Regions from separate parts of the Macaca mulatta genome. Here region 1 is linked to region 2. A link is a contact called in public Hi-C data. All regions are on one chromosome and are shown on one strand. The core of a region is the stretch at or near the end of the contact, and the rest is flanking DNA. Distances in the headings are between cores, read along the strand shown.

The links. A called contact is a pair of places that touch in the nucleus more often than the background predicts.
Region 1: a contact with region 2 is called in a Hi-C map of CD4 T cells, with 3 times the contacts expected there. The contact joins the promoter of BCL2L1 here to the enhancer-like site in region 2. A contact is called at or near these places in 7 of 14 Hi-C or Micro-C datasets (CD4 T cells, blood, cortical neurons and 4 more).

What each region holds. Positions count from the first base shown.
Region 1 is chr10:84,545,368-84,550,115 of T2T-MMU8v2.0, forward strand. BCL2L1 (BCL2 like 1) reads right to left here and starts at 2,725. Exons shown (of 3, transcript NM_001260717.1): 1 at 2,492-2,725; 2 at 1,532-2,207. The coding sequence starts at 2,095.
Region 2 is chr10:84,496,471-84,500,842 of T2T-MMU8v2.0, forward strand. All of the region lies in intron 2 of BCL2L1 (BCL2 like 1), which reads right to left. Among named protein-coding and RNA genes, the nearest start is that of COX4I2, 43 kb to the left of the region's middle. Within about 2 kb of position 1,846, at least 20 of the 40 cell types and tissues checked have an H3K27ac peak or open chromatin away from gene starts, as enhancers often do. A contact at or near this core is called in CD4 T cells, blood and cortical neurons, where this site is marked.

The DNA.
Region 1 (4,748 bases), core at 1,475-3,974, 50 kb after region 2:
CTCTCATAAACCTTGCACCTCCCCTAGGTAAGGAAATAAGCAAGAAACCAGGACTGAGTTCACTGAAGAGCAAAACTTGCCCACAGTGACCACTGGTGAAGAAGCTTTCACCACCACCTCATCCTGGCTCAGTGATGAGCAGGAGAACTCTCCCTCCCTGGAAAGGGAATTTGCTGGTGTTGGTCACTGTGCTCACATTATTGCCAAGATTTACAATACTCTGTAAGTCAAGGAGAGCTTGCCACATTTTTAGTGGAAGAAACTAAGCCTTGAGAAAGTAACCCAGCCTGTCCAAAGTCACACAGCTATATGACGGAGCTAGATACATGACAGAGTTTTAAGACAGGGACTTATACCTGCATCTGAAGTCTGTTACTAAATCTGAATGTCCCACAGAGCCCCAAAGACTGGGTTCTTGCTTTGCCAGCAAACAGTGCTTGGTGAAGAGGCCCCAGGGCTCTGGCCGGAAAGTAACAGGCAGAGCAGCTGGAGCTCCCCAACCGACCCCAGGCAACGAGGTGCAAAGTTCCCGGGCTTAATGTGTGACACAGCAAGTGCTCCACAAACAAGGCAACCATGCAGAAAGTCACACACTTTGGGGGAAATGAACTTAGGGGGCGCAGTGCAAACACAATCTGCACAGCCTACACTGCCCCAAAATCTGACAATTCTCAGCCATTCAACCCAGTGGGAACTCCTGCCTGTGGCCATGCCCTAGTCTGAGAGAAGAGTGCCTTACACGGAAACTTTGAAATAAAGGGAACTTTTTTTTTTTTTTTTTTTTTTTTTTTGAGACGGAGTCTCGCTCTGTCCCCCAGGCTGGAGCGTAGTGGCCGGATCTCAGCTCACTGCAAGCTCCGCCTCCTGGGTTTACGCCATTCTCCTGCCTCAGCCTCCCAAGTAGCTGGGACTACAGGCGCCCGCCACCTCGCCCGGCTAATTTTTTGTATTTTTTTTAGTAGAGACGAGGTTTCACCGTGTTAGCCAGGATGGTCTCGATCTCCTGACCTCGTGATCCGCCCGTCTCGGCCTCCCAAAGTGCTGGGATTACAGGCTTGAGCCACCGCGCCCGGCCAAGGGAACTTGATTTGGAGAAGAGAAGCCCAGGATAGGACTGAGACCCCTAGGGGGAACAGATGGAGAGGTCTGTGGGTCACTGATACTCATCACCCTTTTGTGTGTGAACCATTGTATACGGTAAGGGAAACACCAAACTAACTTCCTACCCTCACAGGTTTGGGACTTAATGAACACATAGGCTATAATTTTCTTTGCTAAGAAACTGGAACACAAGTATGGAATAGTGGAGTCATGGGGGTGACCAGGGTAAAAGATGCCTGATCTCTGAAGCACCGGGTCATTTATATTTCCAGGGAGTTAACCTCTTGTCGTGAAATGAGATCAGGTTTCCTCAACTATCAATGTCTCCAACAATCACCCAACCTAACAGAAAGAGATACAGAAGAAGGGCAGTTGGGGATCTCTGACCAGAGGCCAAAGAAAAGGGACACACAAGGGGCTTGGTTCTTACCCAGCCGCCGTTCTCCTGGATCCAAGGCTCTAGGTGGTCATTCAGGTAAGTGGCCATCCAAGCTGCGATCCGACTCACCAATACCTGCATCTCCTTGTCTACGCTTTCCACGCACAGTGCCCCGCCGAAGGAGAAAAAGGCCACAATGCGACCCCAGTTTACCCCATCCCGGAAGAGTTCATTCACTACCTGTTCAAAGCTCTGATATGCTGTCCCTGGGGTGATGTGGAGCTGGGATGTCAGGTCACTGAACGCCCGCCGGTACCGCAGTTCAAACTCGTCGCCTGCCTCCCTCAGCGCTTGCTTTACTGCTGCCATGGGGATCACCTCCCGGGCATCCAAACTGCTGCTGTGGCCAGTGGCTCCATTCACCGCGGGGCTGTCCACCAGGTGCCAGGATGGGTTGCCATTGATGGCACTGGGGGTCTCCATCTCCGATTCAGTCCCTTCTGGGGCCTCAGTCCTGTTCTCTTCCACATCACTAAATTGACTCCAGCTGTATCCTTTCTGGGAAAGCTTGTAGGAGAGAAAGTCAACCACCAGCTCCCGGTTGCTCTGAGACATTTTTATAATAGGGATGGGCTCAACCAGTCCATTGTCCAAAACACCTGCTCACTCACTGAGTCTGGTCTCTGGTTAGTGATTCTCTTCTAAGATCCAAAGCCAAGATAAGATTCTGAAGGGAGAGAAAGAGCTTTAGGAAAAAAAAAAAATTAATATGCATGCCACTTACCCTAAACATCCCATTCCCCCTCCAGGTACCAGAACTGGTTTCTTTGTGGGTCTTACGAAGGTCTGGATCTAGGTTCCAAGATACTTCAATTAAGTCAAATCGAAAGCACCAGTGGACTCTGAATCTCCCACCAGCCTTTTCTACCCCCCTCTTCTCCGAAATGCCTTCCTCGGAAAGTCACCCCTTGGGCAGTCCCCCCCTCACTCCCCCTCCCCCGCACCACCTACATTCAAATCCGCCTTAGGCAAAGGCAGGCAGGTGCAGCCCCCGGAAGATCTTTTGTATCACAGGTCGGGAGAGGAGGTGGCTGCGGGAATGCCGGTAACTCAGCCGGCCTCGCGGCGGCTGGCAAAAAACCCAGCTCCGGCCGGAGGGATCATGCGACCTGGCAGGCTGGGAGCCCAGAAGGCGACACAGGAATTGCGAAGCTCAGGAACCAGCCCCCTCGCTTGCTTCCTCCTCCATCGCCCGGATCGAGGGCGGCCGCTCCGCAGCCGCGGCCTCCTGCCACCCGGGAGCCCAGCCCCCTCGCTCTTGCACGCCCCTTGGCTCTCCGCCTCCTACTGGGAGCCAGGAGAACTCTCCCGGAGGTGGCTGGTATGGATTTAGTTGTTTTTTTTTTTTTCCTTTCTTTTTTCTATTTAAGTACCAGCCCAGGGTGAGGTGGAGGCGTCCGAAACCCTGAAGGGACTTCTCAATGGGGTTCAAGGTTTCGGTGAGGGACGCAGGGAGGGGGAAACTGCCTCGGATCTGCGATCTGACTTTGGGAAGGCCACCCCCAGGCCTGTCTGGGAGGTTGAAGGCCGGAGACCCCCTACAAATGCCGCTGGTTTTCTTTGAATTCCCCAAAGGCCCTGAACGTGGCGGTGGGGAATTGCCGGGTCCTCCATTCCCCGCCCGGACACAATGGCCGCCGGCGCCCTGCACAAAGACTGGGTGAGGGTGAGGCGCTGGGCCTCTCCTCAGGTCAGGAAGAGGGGTCGAGGCCTGCTCGACGGCCCCACAGCTGAGACCACGTTTTCCTGGGGACAGGCCCAAAGTGGCTTCCTGGCGCCCCCGGGAGGGCTCCGGGGCCGGGGGCTGCACCTCTCCGGAGCCCAGGGTGGGCCGGTTGCGGCCTCGCGGCTTCTCGCGCTCACTAGGCCGGGTACCCGCCGAGCCACCGCCCCGTTGCTAAGCAACCGCCCTCCCCCGGGGGCGCCCCCTAGACCTTTCTAGGAGGAGGGGCCTCGCCCCCGGCGGTCCTCCCCAGCGCCGCCAATCAGCGAGCCTAGCCGGCACGGAAGCGGGACGGCGAAGGCTCCTATTGGGCGCAGCGGCTGTCAGGCACAGGGGAGGCGGCGCTCTCACCTGTGAGCCCCGCGAGCCGTGGGGGGCCACATCCCCCTTCATCGGCCCGGTAGCTTCCAGACGCGAGAGCTCTTCGCGGCCGAGTTCCGCGCCGCGGACCCGGGCCGGCCTACCTGGCTGCCGGCCTACCTGGCTGACTGCTCGTGCCGTCTCTCCCGAACAAGCCGGCCTCAGTTTCCCCTGAAGAGACGGGGGAACTTGCAAGCTCAGTCACTTCCGGTGCTGCGGCAACGCGCGCGAGCCCGAGACGCAAAGGGAGTGCGCGCCTTGAGTGACTGGCATCAGGACCGGGGAGAGATCGCCCCCTCGCGGTAGATCCGGGGAATCGGAAGGCGCAAAAAATCAACATTTATAATCACATTTCCATGTATTCATTAATTCAGTCAGTCAGTCAGTCATCAGTCAATCAGCCTATTTCATCCGTCCGTCAGTTTATATATAGAAGAAGCATCGCCTTGTGGTTAAGCACTTTGTCTGGATTCTAACTCTGCCAGTTAGGCAAGTTTCTCAACTGCTCTGCGCTTCAATGTCCTCAATTGTAAAATGGGTAATAGTACCAACCTCTCTCGTTGAGCTATTGTGATGATTTAAAAAGTTATTAATTGTAAAGTCCATAGGACAGGCCGGGCGTGGTGACTCACGCCTGTAATCCCAGCACTTTGGGAGGCCGAGGCCGGCGGATTACCTGAAGTCAGGAATTCAAAACCACCCTGCCCAACATGGTGAAACCCCGTCTCTACTAAAAATACAAAAAATTAGCTGGGCCTAGTGGCGCATGCTTGTAATCCCAGCTACTCGGGAGGCTGAGGCAGGAGAATCGTTTACAGGAGAATCACAGGCGTGAGCCACCGCGCCCGGCCAATTTCCTTACATCCTGAACCACACAGTGTGTTATCAAATGTTTTATCTTTGCCAATTAGATGGGTAAAAACCGAAGGCACTTTCATATTTCTTTTTTTTATTATGAATGAAGTTGAGCAATTTGTCATATTTTTTAGTCTTTCTTTGGAGGGTGGATCTTGTATTGGTGAATTCTCTTCATATTGTTTACCCCCTTTCCAGGTGGTCTTTCTGTTGAACTTTTTCCTCATTTGTTGTTGTTGTTGTTGTTTGTTTGAGACAGAGTCTTGCTCT
Region 2 (4,372 bases), core at 596-3,095:
CTGAGACCAGCCTGGGCAACATAGGAGGACCCTGTCTCTACAAAAAAATTTAAAAAAAGAAAAAAAATTTAGCTGGGTGTGGTGGTATGCATCTATGGTCCCAGCTACTGGGGAGGCTGAGGAGGATCTCTTGAGCCTGGGAGGTCAGGGCTGCAGAGAATCGTGTTTGGGCCACTGCACTCCAGCCTGGGCAACAGAGTGAGACTCTGTTTCAAAAAAACAAAAGATAAACAAACAAAAAACTATTATTATGACAGCTGACCATTACCAAACATTTCAGTGTTCTACCTGTGCTGGGCACTGAGCTGAAGCACTCTATGCACACTAGGCCATATTTCCCAATTACATGTATAATCATCATATTCACTTGAGAGATTATTTTTTGTTCTGTCTCCCCCACTTCACTGTGTGTGGCTTTGTCACCTGTATCTCTAGAACCTGGTGCTATACTTGGAACACAGCAGATGCCATTTTAAGTGAAACTATTTTAGAAGAACAAATGAATGCTTTCTTTTGATCCTCATAACACTTATCAATAGCCCCATTTTACAGATGTGAAAATGGAGGCTCCAGAGTTTACCCAAGATCCCTATCTAGGAAGTGGCAAGAGTGGGATCTGAGTTCTGGCCTCACACCATCCTTTTTTTTTTCTTTTAATCTACCCAAGATAGTACTTCATTCACACTCATTCTGACGTCCAATCTTGCCATCTTAGACCCTGCTATCTCTACCCACAGAAAACCTGACTTCCTTAGTGACTGCAGCAGCAGCGCACACTTCCTGAGCACATACCCTGTAAGGTACTCTTCTTGGTTTTTTTGTAGACTAGTTCATTAGTTGTCTCTACACTCTGTCAGTGGGTACTACCATTAACCCATATAGCTGATGGACATGCGGCCCAGATGATTTGTGAATTGCTCAAGGCCATGTAGTGAGCTGATGACCTAACTGGGATATCTACACCAGCGATCTGGTTCCAGTGCCTTTACTCCTAACATTGATGCAGCACTCTGCTCAGTTTCTAAAGGACGATCATGGGCCAGGTCCATGTACTTCTGTGGCTGAATAAGGCCTTCATTCTAAGTCCAGGTAACCCGAGGCTCAGAGATACTGAGACCTAGCTAAAGTAGATAAGTGGCAGCCAGGTGTGGTGGCTCACACCTGTAATCCCAGCATCTTTGAGAGGTCAAGGTGGGCAGACTGCTTGAGCTCAGGAGTTCGAGACCAGCCTGGGCAACATGGTGAGACTCCATCTCTATAAGAAAAATCTTAGAAATTTAGCTGAGTGCGTTGGCATGCACCTATAGCCCCAGCTACTCAGGGGACTGAAGTGGGAGAATTGAGGCCGGGAGGTTGAAACTGCAGTAAGCTGTGATCGCACCATTGCACTCCAGCCAGGGCAATAGAATGAGACCCCGTCTCAAAAAAACAAAAACGGGGGAAGCCATTTTTAAGCCCCAGTATGTTTGGCAGCAAACCCCATATTCTGGGCCAGCGCCATGGCCCTGGGTCTGTCAAGGAGGGTAAAGTAGCCCAAGGCCATCAGCTGAATGAATAAGCACTGGCTCCCGCCAGCTGAGGGGAACTGGTGCCACAGGAAAAGGATGTGACGAAGACCAGGAGGGAAAGTGAAACCCTTCCGTCCTGGCTTCAGTGAGGAACAAGCATGCCTGTGCCAGACGAACCCTTCCTTCCTCTTGGGTGACTCTGGAGGGCCCAGGCCCACTGCTTCCTTCCTGCTTGGTTATTTCAGGAAAGAGGTAGGTGGAGAAGAGGAAGGGGCTACTCTACTAGCAGCCAGGGAAAGTGCCAGAGACACCAGGACTGTACCTTGTCCTGTCCTCCTCACATCCTTGCATTGGCAGGCTGTGGGTCACCTGCAGAGTCACCTTCTGCACCTGGCCTCAGTTTCCCTGAGGGAGAGGCTGATAAATGCATACTGAATAGACAAACATGGCCTTGCTAGATCGCTGGGAGATGGTAGGAAGGGGGTAGGGCAAACGGAGAGGCCTTATCACTCTCGTGGCAGGGAGTTGCAGGCGGAGACTCGAAAGAAGTGAGGTTTGTGGTTGGAATCCACTTCCTCTGGTTTTCCTAGGGGAGCTGTTGGCTCCCGAGATGTGAGAAGAACATGGCCTTTCTCCTCTCCCCCACGGAAACATAGGTCTGGAGGTAGGCAACTTGGAGAAGCAGCTCAGTGGAGGCAGTGGCAAAGAGAGGGGTGGCGAGACTGTGTTGGGGTCAACACCTCAGTCCAGCCGGCCCAGCTATGGGTGTCACAGCAAGCCTTTGGCATCTGAGCCTCAGTTTCTCCTGCCTTGACCTCCCTAGCAGTAGTGGTGAGATCAGGGGGTGTCATAGAGGGCTCAAGCCATCTGGGCTATAGGGAATATTTGGTGCTTTCCTCACAACAAACTTCATGTTTCTCTTCCTCCAACTCTGACCCGTTCAGTTCAGCTGCCAGCCTCTCCTCCTCCACCTCCTCCCCCACCATTAGTTCTAAGAAGCTGTGCCTGACTGATGCACTTGCATTTCTCAGAAAAGGAAGCGGCTGTGCCGGGAGGAGATAACACCTCTGCTGGGGAATCGAGAAAGCTATCAGGCCCAGCAGTGCGAGTGTGGGCTCTCCATCTCTCTAGCTCAGAACCAGGGTGATGGGCCTGGGGGCAAAGAGAGAGAATTCAGAAAAGCATTTACTGGGGGCAGAGATGCTCTTTGGGGGCTCACAACCTCCTTCCCTTGAAGTGACAGTGATAAAACAGCTGATATTTACTAAGTACCAGGCATGGTGCTAAGTGCTTCGTCTGTAAGAATTTGCTTAATCCTCACAATAATCCCAAGTGAGTACATGCTGTTATTACTCTCCAGCTTACAGATGAGGAAACAGAGGCAGAGAGGACAAGTCACCCTCCCAAGGTCATAGAGGCCACAAGTGGTAGAGTTGGGATTTGAATACAGGTAGTCTGTCTCCAGAGTCCAAACATTTAACCGTTCCTGGGTGGCTGCTATGTGCTCATATGGGTTCATCCCCTGGGATTCTGATGCCTCCCCTCATCTCAACCCTTTCATTTCAACCCTGGTGACTCCCTGTTCTTTTGTAAGTAGATGGCCACAGCCCTCCATTCTTCTCCCAATGTCCAGGGTGAGAAAGACCAATACTCATCCTTGGAACAGAGTCGGAGACTCCAGTGACCTTACAGCATGCCCATCCAACATTCCATGTAATACTCAAGCTCATCATGAACACCCCCATTTCAAAGACGGGGTTCAGAAGGGTGGAGTGCTGAAGTCCCACAGTGGGTCTGTTTCATCCTGATGGTCCACACGCATGGGATTTGGTAGTCATCTCTAGGGCATTCTCTCCTTATGCACTTATGGAGAGCTCCCTCCTTCCTGGGTGGGGCATTTCATCTTCGGACAGCCCCATTGGAAAACTCTTCCCTGTTAGGGAGCTGATGCTCATCTCCCTCTATCTCCCTTGACTGGCTGGTCTTAATTCTGCTCTCTCTCCTCTGCTGCTCTCCTCCAAGTATCAGTTTCCTCATTTGTGAAACGGAGGTGCTATCTGGATGAAGGCAATTAATTTCGACTTCTCTATCAAGTTGGGCTGCCGGAGCACAGAGCAGCCAGAGAACCAATAAAATTTGCAAACTAGATTAAGATATTTTGCTTTTGACCTCATCTGTAAAATGGGGATTAAAAATGTCCTTATTTCTTCCTTTTTTTTTTTTTTTTCTTGAGACAGAGTCTTACTCTGTCGACCAGGCTGGAGTACAGTGGCACAATCTTGGCTCACTGTAACTTCTGCCTCCCATGTTCAAGTGATTCTCCCACCTCAGCCTCCCAAGTAGTTGGGACTACAGGTATGCGCCACCACGCCTGGCTAATTTTTTTGTATTTTTAGTAGAGACTGGGTTTCACCATGTTGGTCAGGCTGGTCTCGAACTCCTGACCTCAAATGATCCACCCACCTCGGCCCCCTAAAGCGCTGAGATTACAGGCATGAGCCACTGCGCCTTGCCCAAAATGACCTTATTTCAAAAGAATACCACGAGGATTCAAATTAATACATGTAAAGGTCTTAGACCTGTGTGTGGCACATAGTTAACTTTGAGCAAATGTCTGATTTATTGTTCTTACTAGTAGACCATGGCTCAGCTTGTGTCTCAGAGCCTTCTCTATGGCCTACAAGGGCCTGCAGGGTTTTCTCAGCTTCACCTAGGGCCAGGCTGCTTCATTCCTCACATGCCATGTTCTGTTCAGACTCAGGACCTTTGCCCACACTAGTGGGCTTCTGCCAAGCTCTGTCCCACTTATCTCTGAGGTCTTAATCTACAGGTTACTTTCTCAAGGAGCCTAGCTGCTCACTTCC